2 separate regions of the Mus musculus genome follow, and region 1 is linked to region 2. The links are chromatin contacts, called in public HiChIP or PLAC-seq maps. All regions are on one chromosome and are shown on one strand. The core of a region is the stretch at or near the end of the contact, and the rest is flanking DNA. Distances in the headings are between cores, read along the strand shown.

Evidence for each region. HiChIP or PLAC-seq counts read pairs in DNA pulled down with a chosen protein or histone mark.
Region 1: a contact with region 2 is called in a FOXA1 HiChIP or PLAC-seq map of pancreatic cancer cells. The contact joins the promoter of 4930461G14Rik here to the promoter of Stra6 in region 2. A contact is called at or near these places in 3 of 115 datasets of contacts at active chromatin or transcription factors (embryonic stem cells and pancreatic cancer cells) and 1 of 9 other capture datasets (adipose tissue).

Annotation. Positions count from the first base shown.
Region 1 is chr9:58,453,354-58,458,359 of GRCm38.p6, forward strand. It overlaps 4930461G14Rik (RIKEN cDNA 4930461G14 gene), which reads left to right and starts at 1,820. Exons shown (of 3, transcript NR_040736.1): 1 at 1,820-2,003. Gm32820 (a long non-coding RNA gene) reads right to left here. Exons shown (of 3, transcript XR_379493.4): 3 at 3,864-5,006.
Region 2 is chr9:58,131,062-58,136,685 of GRCm38.p6, forward strand. It overlaps Stra6 (stimulated by retinoic acid gene 6), which reads left to right and starts at 3,014. Exons shown (of 19, transcript NM_001162476.1): 1 at 3,014-3,387; 2 at 4,013-4,141. The coding sequence starts at 4,029.

The DNA of each region.
Region 1 (5,006 bases), core at 570-3,069, 320 kb after region 2:
CATATGAGTCTGGGATGCCTCCTCAGCCCCTGCTCCTCCCCTGGAAACTCCTTCAGCACCTTTCCTGCTCTGCCTTCACTCTCACAATTTCTGGTTTAATGTGCACAATACAATTACGGCAAAATGAGCTTCCCATCAAACCCCAATGACTTCCTTCCCTCAGCCTACCCCAGCACCACCAGCCGGGTAGTGCTTCCTCCTCTTAGGCTATGGAGATAAATTCCAGGACATGACTTCCTGAATAAGTATCCCTCTCCCCCCACCTCCCAGAACCCTACACATAACCGCTCCAGAGCCAGGGTGGGCTTTTATAGGACAGGAGTCAGGTCAGAGCTGAACAAAAGAGGAGTACCCCAGCCTGGAGCTTGCTTAGCTCACTGTCTCTACAAGGCTCTTCTCTAGTCTCTACTAAGTCCAGGATGGGGTGGAAAATTCAAGAAGGAGTTGAGAGAGTGTGCAACCTAGCCATTGCCAAGGTGGAGGGGGAAGTCCATTCAGAAGTCATCTGAGGAGTATTAGATTTTAGGCAGAAAGAGAAGAGAGGGAGGAGGAGAGGCTGAGTCACACTGTCCTGTAGGGTAGAGCCTTATCAGTGCTGCAGATGCCACTGGGGGACAGAGTCTGAGAGAGTTTCCATCTCATCAGCCAAGGAACATGTCTCCTTTTGAAGGTGTCTGGGGGTGGAAGGTCTTGCATCTCAAGGAAGCAGGCTTAGTTAATATGTCTGGGCTTCGTAGCAGAGGTGGGGGAGCAGGGCATTTGTGACTGAGGCTTCACGGGGAAGATCACTCTCCCATGATGCTTGGCTAATGTGTGACTCATGTGAACTGACGATAGTCTGGCTGCCTTTGATCTGAGCTGGGATGTGGCTTAGAGCCTGATTACCTAGAGGTCTGGCTGCTCTTGAATAGAAGTATACATGCTCTCTCCAAAACCACGCAGCCCCCCAAAGGCAGGAGGCAGTGACCCACCAGCCACATTCCCCATACCTTGGTAGGAGACGGGTGTCAAATGCAATGCTGGTACCCTGCCTATCTAGGCTGAAGTCACTTTTGAGTCAAGTTTTCCTTGGCCTTAGTCAAGGCCCTGAGGTACAAAGTGACCTGTCTTAGGACGCTCTGGAGGAGACACTGCCAGCACAGATGGGAGAGTGAAGCCAAGGTGTGGAGCTTCATGATGCCAAGAGCTCATGACACTTTTGCTTCAGTGCCCCCTTCAGTGCCCAGAGCCTTCTCCACTGGAACCATCCCTTTTAGTCAATGGCTCATCCTGGAAACATTCTCGAAGCTGATTACCAGGCCCAATAATGTAAGACTCTGGTGAGAGATTTCCCCCCCACACACACCTTTGCCCCCAACACACACACAGTGAACAACGCTGAGCCGGGAATCGTTGCAAAAACAAGAGGAATTTTATTGTTCCAGCATGCTGGGGTCACCCTGCACAAGAAGAAGAGAGAACAAGGACTCTGCACAGCCCATTCGGTAAGTTTTTATACAGTTTTCAGAGCCGCAGCCATTGCGCACATTGTGATTGGCAGAACAGTGCGACTTTTAAACTGATTGGTCTTTAGGGAATGAGGTGGCAAGGACTTCCCTTGTCTATAGGTGGCCAATGGTCACAGAATGTGTCTATGTGCTCAGGACTTCCCATACCCGCAAGTGGCTGATGGTTGGTTCCTCCCTCCCCCCACCTTGTCTGAGGAATGTAATTAGCCCCTCCCTTCCGGAGGGGGTGGTGCCTAAGTCCTCTATGACCTTTCTCTTCCAGGAGAGGAGATGGAATTTTCCAAAGTTCCTGAGTTGACCTCTTCAGTGCCAGGCATTGGCATTGTGGAGATGAACTAGGCAGGTACTCTCCCTCAAGTACTTCCCAGCCCAGAAGGGGACAGGACCACACCTGAGGACTATCCTAAAGATCTGAACAGTGGAGACAGAATGAAGAGAGCTTGCTTGGACAGCTTTATGTAGCAGAGCTGGTACAAGTGACTTAGGCCTTGAAGGGTGAGTAGTTCATTGAGTTAAAACAGGTATTGTCCAGGTCTGGATAAAAGGGGAGAGGGCAATGATAAGACAACAGAAAAATGAAATGGGGCTTCAGTGGGGGAATATTTACAGGCCCAGAAACCCCAAACTGATGATCATAGGGTGATGTGACCTATGATCAAGGCCTATGTCCTACAGGTGTAGCCCTATACAACATCTGACTTTGGAGCCTGGCACCACAGTGGCAAGGTCTGGAGCACTTTGCCTTACTTTCTGGGCCTCACTGCTGCAGACGGAACAATGACGGACCCAGTGCTCTGAGCACACTCCCAAACACCCTGACTGGAGAGTAGGTGTGTGAATGGCAGCTATCACTGTCACGTGAATTATTACATTGATTTAGAAGGATCTGTTCAGTTCATAAACCCCAAATAATGGAGCCCAGCCAGTCATGAGACTTGCAGAACTATAGAGTCACTGGGGTAGAGCTGGTGCTGGTACTGGAGGCCGTGCTAAAAATGATCCCCGAGGTCTTAGTCCTGGCAGAGGAGAAACGCAGCAGGCTGGGCTGGGTAACTGTGTTGGCAATTTCCCCTTCAAAACCACCTGAACTGGAGCCCCATTCATTAGCATGAGAATGGCGCGCCGGCTGGGATCTGAGGGTCCAAAGGTATTTGTATTCGAAAGAGCTTCCTCTGTTCTTGGCTCAAAGTCACTGCGGCCTGAGCTGCGAGGCTGGGCGGGGATCCAACACACACTGCGGGTAGCCTGGGAAAGAGGGGAGTCCTACCCAAGTGGTTGCTCCGAGCCTCGGGACCACACTCAGAAATGCAGCCCAGAACACCTTCCCCATCCCAGCCCACCCGGAGCCATCCCTGTATTTGGGAAGCTCTCTTGTAAGTTCTTGAAATGTCTCCCCACCCCTCCAGCCTTTATTTCTTTTTAAATCCTGTGTGGAAGAAGGCAGGGGTTTGAGACCTGTGTGCCTCTCACAAAGGAACCTAGAGTTTTCAAAGGTGGAGAAGCACTGCCCAACGGGATTAGTAATAGTAACCATCATTACAGCTAGTGGTTGGGAGCTGCCCCTTGCCAGGCATCATGTTAGGAATTTTACATACATTATCCTCGGTGTGGCTCTCTTTTTAAAATTCATGCCACAATCCTGAGATGTGGTTTCAAGCCTCACTTTACTGATCAGGAAACTATGATGTGGAGGATAGTGTTAGCTTACCCAGGATTAAGAAAATAAATTTCCTATCTGGAGTATGGGCTACAGTATTAAGTTCCACACCTCCTGATTGCCCTTCCGGCTGCCCCTTTGGAAAGGAGTCCAGTGGAATGAAGGGATAGTTTGACAATTTCCCCTTCAGGTCCTCCCAGCTCAGGCTCCGGTCATCAGCATGAGAACCAGGTCTGAGCAGAAGACCCACCCTCATCTCTGGCCCTTCTCTATCAATCCTTCTCTGGGCACTCAGGTTTGTTTATCCCCCTAGGGATCTGCTGTGGAGCCCAGCATGATGGCATTTCTAAGGGAAAGGCAGGAAAGGCAGGGAGCAGAAAGATACCCGCCTAGTTTGTGTAGCACCCTGTGTCACCCTCAGGGAAGAACCCAGAATCCAGAATGGACCCCACAAGAATGTTCTTCACTTGTCTGCCCAACCTCTTCCTCTTGCCTAGTCCTTTTGTCATCTTCAAGCAGGCACCCCATTCTGTTCTCCCACCACCTCCGCTCTCCCTCCTTATCCTCACCAACAAGAATCCAAGAACACTCCAGTGCCTTAGCCACTCTGTAAAGTTCCCAAGTCTAGCCATACCGTTACTGACAACTTCATGGAGCCTCAGCTAGGTTACCATATGTTACCAAGAAAATGGGGTCCCCTCTCAGGATTCCTAGTTTCAATTATAAAAGAATTTTGGAACAGACTCAGAAGGAAGCTCTGGGACAATCCTATAAGCACTTGAAAGAAAACACCAGGTCAGGCAGGCTGCCTGGGAAAGGCAAAGATGCCCCAATCCTGAGTATGACAAGCCTTGCCACACCCCCACACAGATCTCCTTTCTCCACAATCTTTCTTCTTAATGTCCCATTCCATCAGAACTTTCAGGCCTCGTACAAGCCAGAAGCCCTGGTGTCTGCTTGTGTCTTGTTTCCCATCTGTCCTAGGACTAACTCCACACTGCTGCAGAAGACCGAGCATTCCTCCGCACTGGGGTGGGAGTGCTCTGTGTAACCCAGACAGAGTGCTGACTCAGTCTCGGGCATGGTGGTGGCATTACACAAGGGCCACAGCTGCCTGGGAAGCCACACTCTTGCTCTCCCTGAACCCCCAGAGGCTGTATGTAGGGGTAGGCAGGCCGAGTGCTCAAGGGCCCTGCCTTGCCAAGCTTTTTATCTGCTTCTCATTATCCTCGCCCTCTGCCTGAGAAGGTAATTAAATCTGTCTCCCATCAAAAGCTGGGGCTGGCTTCACCCCAAGGCCTGGCTGGCATGGCAGGGAAATAATGAACACTCTCACCAGCCCTGGAGGGGGCGGGTCTTAGTTGGCTCCACCCTCGCCCATCACACAAATCTGGGAGCTAACATTCAGTTCTCCTCAGGGTTAAAGAAAGAGTCTGAGCCTTCTAGGTTGTGGAAAATAGAGCCCTAGTGTCCTGGCCCTGAGGCTTGAGGTTCAGGATCCCCAGTGGGGCAGCTCAAAGGAAGAGTATGTGCCATGAGCTCTTCTTGTGGTTAACAGAACACAGGACCCGGAGCAAGTTTGCTTTGAGAGCTCAGAAGAGAGACAAGGTTCCCTTTCTTTTTCCCTTTATCTCACCAAGAGGATGTAATGATGAAGATGAAGGCTAAGAAACTGACACCGGTCTCTATGACCTGCCCCAGTTACAAAATGAACACAGGAAGGCTTCGTAGAAAGCGCTTTAGAGGATGGCAGGGAGGCACAGGAGAGAAGAGACAGGGATATGACAGGGAGACTGGTGTTGTGGGAAGAAGGCAGCAGGGAGGTCCTCAGGGGGTCCTGG
Region 2 (5,624 bases), core at 1,764-4,263:
ATTTTGATAACCACAGGCACCCACGTGGGCCTCTATTCCTGGACACAAACATTCCTCAGGTTTAATCAACTTGAACAAAAACATCAAGAGGAAGGAAGCCTTATCCCAAAGCTTTTAGGGACCAGCTCCATTCCGAGGTTTCTCTCTACCAAGCCCAGATGGCCAAGGGCCTTAGCTGGATGAGGTCTTGGTACTTAGTCACTGGAGCTCACACAGGCTGTAGTGGGAGGGCAGGGCAGCCCTGCCACCCCTTGCTCTGTACTTTTTGCCTCCGTCTCTCAGCTTCCCAAGACACTTCGTTCTTGTGACTATGTCTAGTTTGACCTCTCTGGTCTCAGGGTCGTGTTCCATATCGCCTCTGCCAGGAAGGCTCCAAGATTGTTTTCCCTCCTTTGTCCTCCACTTTGCCCTGGTCTCTATAGTTCTTTCTTCGAATTACCTCTTCTCTCTAGCACACCATCCTGAGAGCAGAACTCACATGGGCTACTGTGGAGCCAGCTCCCAGGAGCAGGCTGGGTCCTCTTGCCCAGGACTTTGCAGAAATCCTTCAAGAGCATCTCTTACCTTTCCCCTTACCAGCTTGCCCATGTGGCTAGGCAATTTATTATCATTCTCCGAGCTAGTCCCCTGGTGTGCAGGTGGAAAGCCCATGCTGTTCATATTTCAGGGTGAAGAACCTTGGGCTTAAGAAGTGGGTTTGTCTTCAGATGAGACACGGTTACTCATTACCTGTGGATCTTCCCCCTGCTCCCACCAGAGTGGATGGTAGATAGAAGGCGTGGGGGAGGAGCAGGGTGCTGAATAGCCACAGCCTGGCTTCTGTGGCTTTGATACACTTTGATATGCTTGCTACAACAATGTCTGGTGTGGCGCCTCCACATTCTCGGGCTGTGAAGTCACTGAAGACTGTCTTGGGGGAAAAGCCACAATAGAAGACTCTGTAGGCTGGTTGCCACAGAGGTGGGGCTACGACCCAACCAGAGTAAGGAGTCACTCAGGGCTGCAGGGGCAGAACCAACACTCGACCACAGGTAGTCTGCCTCTCCCTAAAGTTCCCTACCCTCTGCCGTGTGGGAACCTGCCCTGCTTCCCTTGCTCTGCCCCAGGTGCTGGCTCCATTGCTGCTTCTGGGTCCATGGGAACAGAGAAAGACAAAGTGTATACTTTCCTTATTCCTGCCAGGGAGGTAGAGCTGCCACCAAGGTGGCTGCTACATCTCCCTAGGGAAAAGGGAGGTGGTATTTTGGGATCTTGGGCTTTATGGGAGCAGATTTGGTGCAGGAAGGTGGGGTAGTGACCATACCTGGCCTTGGTAAGGGGCTATCTACATGGGTTCACCTTTGAGTGGACAGAGGTTCCTTCTGGTAGCCTGATAGGGTCCCTTCCTCCCTCCCTTCAGGATTAGGCTGCATATAGCTGGCTCTGCATTGCCCATCTCTCCTTTCCTCCCCTCACTGTATTTTCTCTTCAGCTCTGATGGTTCGTGGTGAACTGTCTCTTTCTACCTCCCTACATGTTAAATCTCAAGGACATCAGTAGGTGACATCAGTAGGTAAGACACAACTATCACATAAGATATTTGGAATGAATGAATGAATGAACAAGGCTTGGGAGGTGGCAGGGAATCCCTCTAAGGCAGAACAAAGTTGACAGGTAGAGGTATCTAACGATTGTCTTGTTCAGGCAATGGCCATAGTCTAGGACTGAGCTCTTTGTTAACAGTATCATGAGAGGCAGGGCTGAGATATGGATTGATTGCTCTCTATGCTGAGTGTCTGTGACCCTTGAGAGGTGAAGGGTATGCTAGGCTCTGGCATTGGAGCAGAGAGCTCCAGCAAGCCTGGCACGTAGCAGCCTTATGACATAGGACCATGAGTGAAGAAGAAGCACTAAAACAAGAAGTGGTTTTGCCAGACTGGATCTAAAATCTCTGTGATCTCGGAGCCAGGCACTGTCCTAAGGGAAAGAAAGAGAGCAGGGAAGGTAGATCCCTGTCCCCAGAGAGCCTGAGGGGCAGGATTTGCCTGACCCCTGATATCAGACAGTTCAGCGTAGGTTTCTGAGTTGTATCCGAGAAAGCTCCATCTTCACAATTCCTCTGTGGGATGGGGAGAAAGGCAGAGCCTTCTTCCTGGAAGATAGGATGTTTGGGAAGGAGGCAGCAAGGGTTCACAGGACTCAGGCCCCACCTGGCCTCATGGGCCTGGCTGCCAGCTGCAGGGGCCTGTGAGACTGAGGTTCTGTCCACTCTGAACGTTCACCCCGGAGCTTCCTTCTACAGTGAACAAGCAAGCTCCTCTCTGCTATCTGGGCCTGGGGACCAGCTGGTGTCCTTTGGAGCTCCACCCAAAGGTGACTTTCCTCAGGAATTCTCCTTCCTCCCACTGCTCTTTTGCAAACACAGTTCCCAATGGGACTGGTCAGGACAATCTTCCCCCTGCAAATCCCAGGCTCTGGAGGCTATATATGTTGGTAGGCTAGACCTCTGAACTGTGCTTTCTCTAGTCTCAGCATCCAGAGCAGTCCTAGAACATAGTAGGTGGTCAGTAAGCTTCTGTTGAAAGAATAAATGAATGAGTGTGTTTTTATAAGGAAGAGGGGGCTGTCAGATGGCTCTGTGGGTAAAGGTGTTTGCCACCGGGGACCAGTGACCAGTATTCTGTCCTCCCCAGAACCCACATGATGGAGAGAGGGGGTCAATTGCTATAAGCTGTCTTCTGCCATGGCATGTGTTGATCCCCCCTCCCCAACTACCCACCCACAAAATAAATAAATGCAATAAAAATGCTTTTAAAGCTTATCTGTACAAGACCGTGGCCCAAATCCCCTGCGGAGTACTGAAGGATTGAGAGCCTCAGAATGTCAGGTCTGAGCTGAGAACAGCTCTCTGCTTTGTCTGCCTCTTGCTCCTCCCCACAGGCTGGGCCAGGGAAGGGAGGGGGCAGCCAGGGGTCCAGCTCCTCTGGGAGGATAGGAAAACCCTCACCCCTTCACCGGGGCTGGAACAAGAACAGCGGCAGGCAGGCGAAGTTCATCTTCTCCCAGGTCTGGTTTGAGTTTGAAGGACTCATTTCCGCCTGTGGGGGTGAGTTATCTTCTTGTGAAATCAAGTCGTAAGAACAAAAAGGTTTTACTAGTGTAACACGTGTGCTCTCCCTCATATATACTCAGGAGACCATGTGGATAGGTTCCCTCCCTGTCTCTGTAGCCAGCCCCAGTAGGGTGTTGCCCTAAGATGCCACGATGCTGGGTTCTGAAGAGGGGCTATGCTTAGGCAGGAGAGCTTGGGGCAGGTGCTAGGAGGTAGGCATGTGCACGGTCAGCAGCCATCCATCTTCGGGGTCTCATCAAGAATTATGGTGTGTTCCCAGCAGTGAGGCTGAAGAGGTAAAGGGGCTGACTAAAGGCAAATGAGACTGGGGGATGGTCTCAAGGGAGCCTTGGTGAAGAGGGGAGGGCTTGGGCTGGACCCCAGAGCAGGAGGGGTGGAGAGACCAGCTGCAGGACAGACCAAGTGGAGCCAGCCACAGCCCGCCCGCCCACCCTTTCATCTCTGCGGCTCCTTCCTCCTTGGTCCCCCTTTCTACTCTGTCTGTGGGTCCATCTGGGTGGGCTTGGGGCGGGGAAGGAAGGGGTCTCTGCGGGCAGTTTGCACAAGAGAGATCTTTGAAAGTGGACCAGCTGGTAACAGGTCATTTGGTCCACTAGGCGCTCCCAGCAAGAGCCTGAACCCCCAGGGGTGCAGAACACTCTGTCAGACCACACGATTGGGTAGGGAAGTTCAAGAGAAGACTCCTGTCTGCCCCCACGCAATCCCCCCCCCCAATCCCTCCTCCAGCTCTCTCCTGACCTGCAGTCCCAGACGACTTTTCCCAGAGAGCTAAAAGCAAGAAAGTAACCTTTAGGATTAACAAGAAATGTTCCTTTGTTTCTTCTTCTTCTTTTTTTTTTTTTTCCTTTTAAGCCTCTTTTCACATTTGTATGCCCCTCCCCCCTCTTGTCTGGGGTCAAGGAAGAAGAGCTGGAGCATGGAGTCCCAGGCATCTGAGAATGGAAGCCAGACCTCCTCCGGGGTGACAGATGACTACAGCAGCTGGTACATCGAGGAACCTCTAGGAGCTGAGGAGGTGCAGCCAGAGGGGTAAGTGTGGCAATTGGCTCAGGCAGCCGTCAGAGCCGGTTTATGGTAGAGAGGTTGCCAAGATGGAGGCAGCGAGACCCTGGGCGAGTGTCTAAGATTGGCTTTGCCATTTATCTGCTGTGTGACCTCTCAGCGACTCACAGCCTCTCTGGGCCTCAGACTTTCTATAAAACCTGGGGACAACAGTTCTTGAACTATTATTAAGAAGGGCTTGAGGCCATGTGGTCCATAGCCAGCCAGGATGGGGAGCACTGTGTGTGTGGGGGGAGGGGGGTGTCACAGACCTCTGTGGTGCTCGGTGTAGGGTTTGTCCCTGGGGCTTTACAGGCATGGGAGAGTCAGGAACTGTAGGAGAAAACCCTGTGGAGCTGCCGAGGAAAGCGTTGGCGCACCATTATCTCTGGACCACTCTGAGTGGAGGGAGTTTTAGGAGGTATGGAGGGAGAGGAGACCTTGTTCTTGAAGCAAGTGTATAGGCTAGTCCAAGGAGGGTGTGCAGGTAGGTCAGTTTACCCTCACCCCATGGCTGTCCCAAGAATTCCTGGCCTAGACCCTTCCTATCTATGTTTAGTCTGGGTACCTTGCAGAGGAGTTGGGGTTTTCTATGGCATAGTATTGCTCTCCTCTAAGACTGTCTTGCCTCTGAGGCACCCGGAGTTTGGCTCTCCCCTGAAAGGTGAGGCAGAGCAGAGAGGTAGGGGTGGGGTGAGATGGGGTGGACGGGTGGTACTAAGCCAGATGTGTGCACATCTGTTCACCATTAAAACTTGAAACTGGAGAAGGAAAAAATGCTCAAGTGTTTCCCCAGAGGCTAGGACTTCAGCCTGGCTTGGTTGGGGTCACCCAGCAGGGACTGAGGCCCCACCCAGGCCCTAGGGAAAGAGCTGTTGTTCTGGACTTAGGGTTCTGGCCACCTGCAGAAGAAGCCTGCGGTCAGCTAGGCTGTGACTCCCCTTCTCCCAGCCTCCCCAGCTCAGCTATGCAGTGGTGGACTAGAGGAGGGGCTTAGGCTCTCCAAGGAAACCAAACTCTTAACTTGGGGTAAGGACCCAATCAGAAACTGTGTCCTTGTGAGTATCAGGGACCAGGCTGGGCATGGGCTGGAAGCCAGGTGCCTGTAACTTGTTGTTGCTGGGATATCTGTGTATAGTCTCAGGATAAAGTAAATGTATGGTGGGGACTGGGTCTTCGGAGAAGAGGGTCTATAGGATGTAGGGGATCATTGGAACTTACCTTTTTAGGAAAAAAACCAACAAATCTAGACATCACCCCACTTCTTTCCCTCCTCCCCCAGAGATGAGAATGGGAGGCTAGGAGGGGGTACAGGGAATTCCCTAGGAGATGAACTTGAGTTCACCTCTCCCGATGTGAGTCAGACACCCCAGGGGTGTGCTACATCAAAGCTTTGAAGAGTTCCAGGATGCAGACTTTCTGTACCTTAGTGTGCACCGTAGGATGGAGCTAGGGTGGGGCCCCTGGCTCA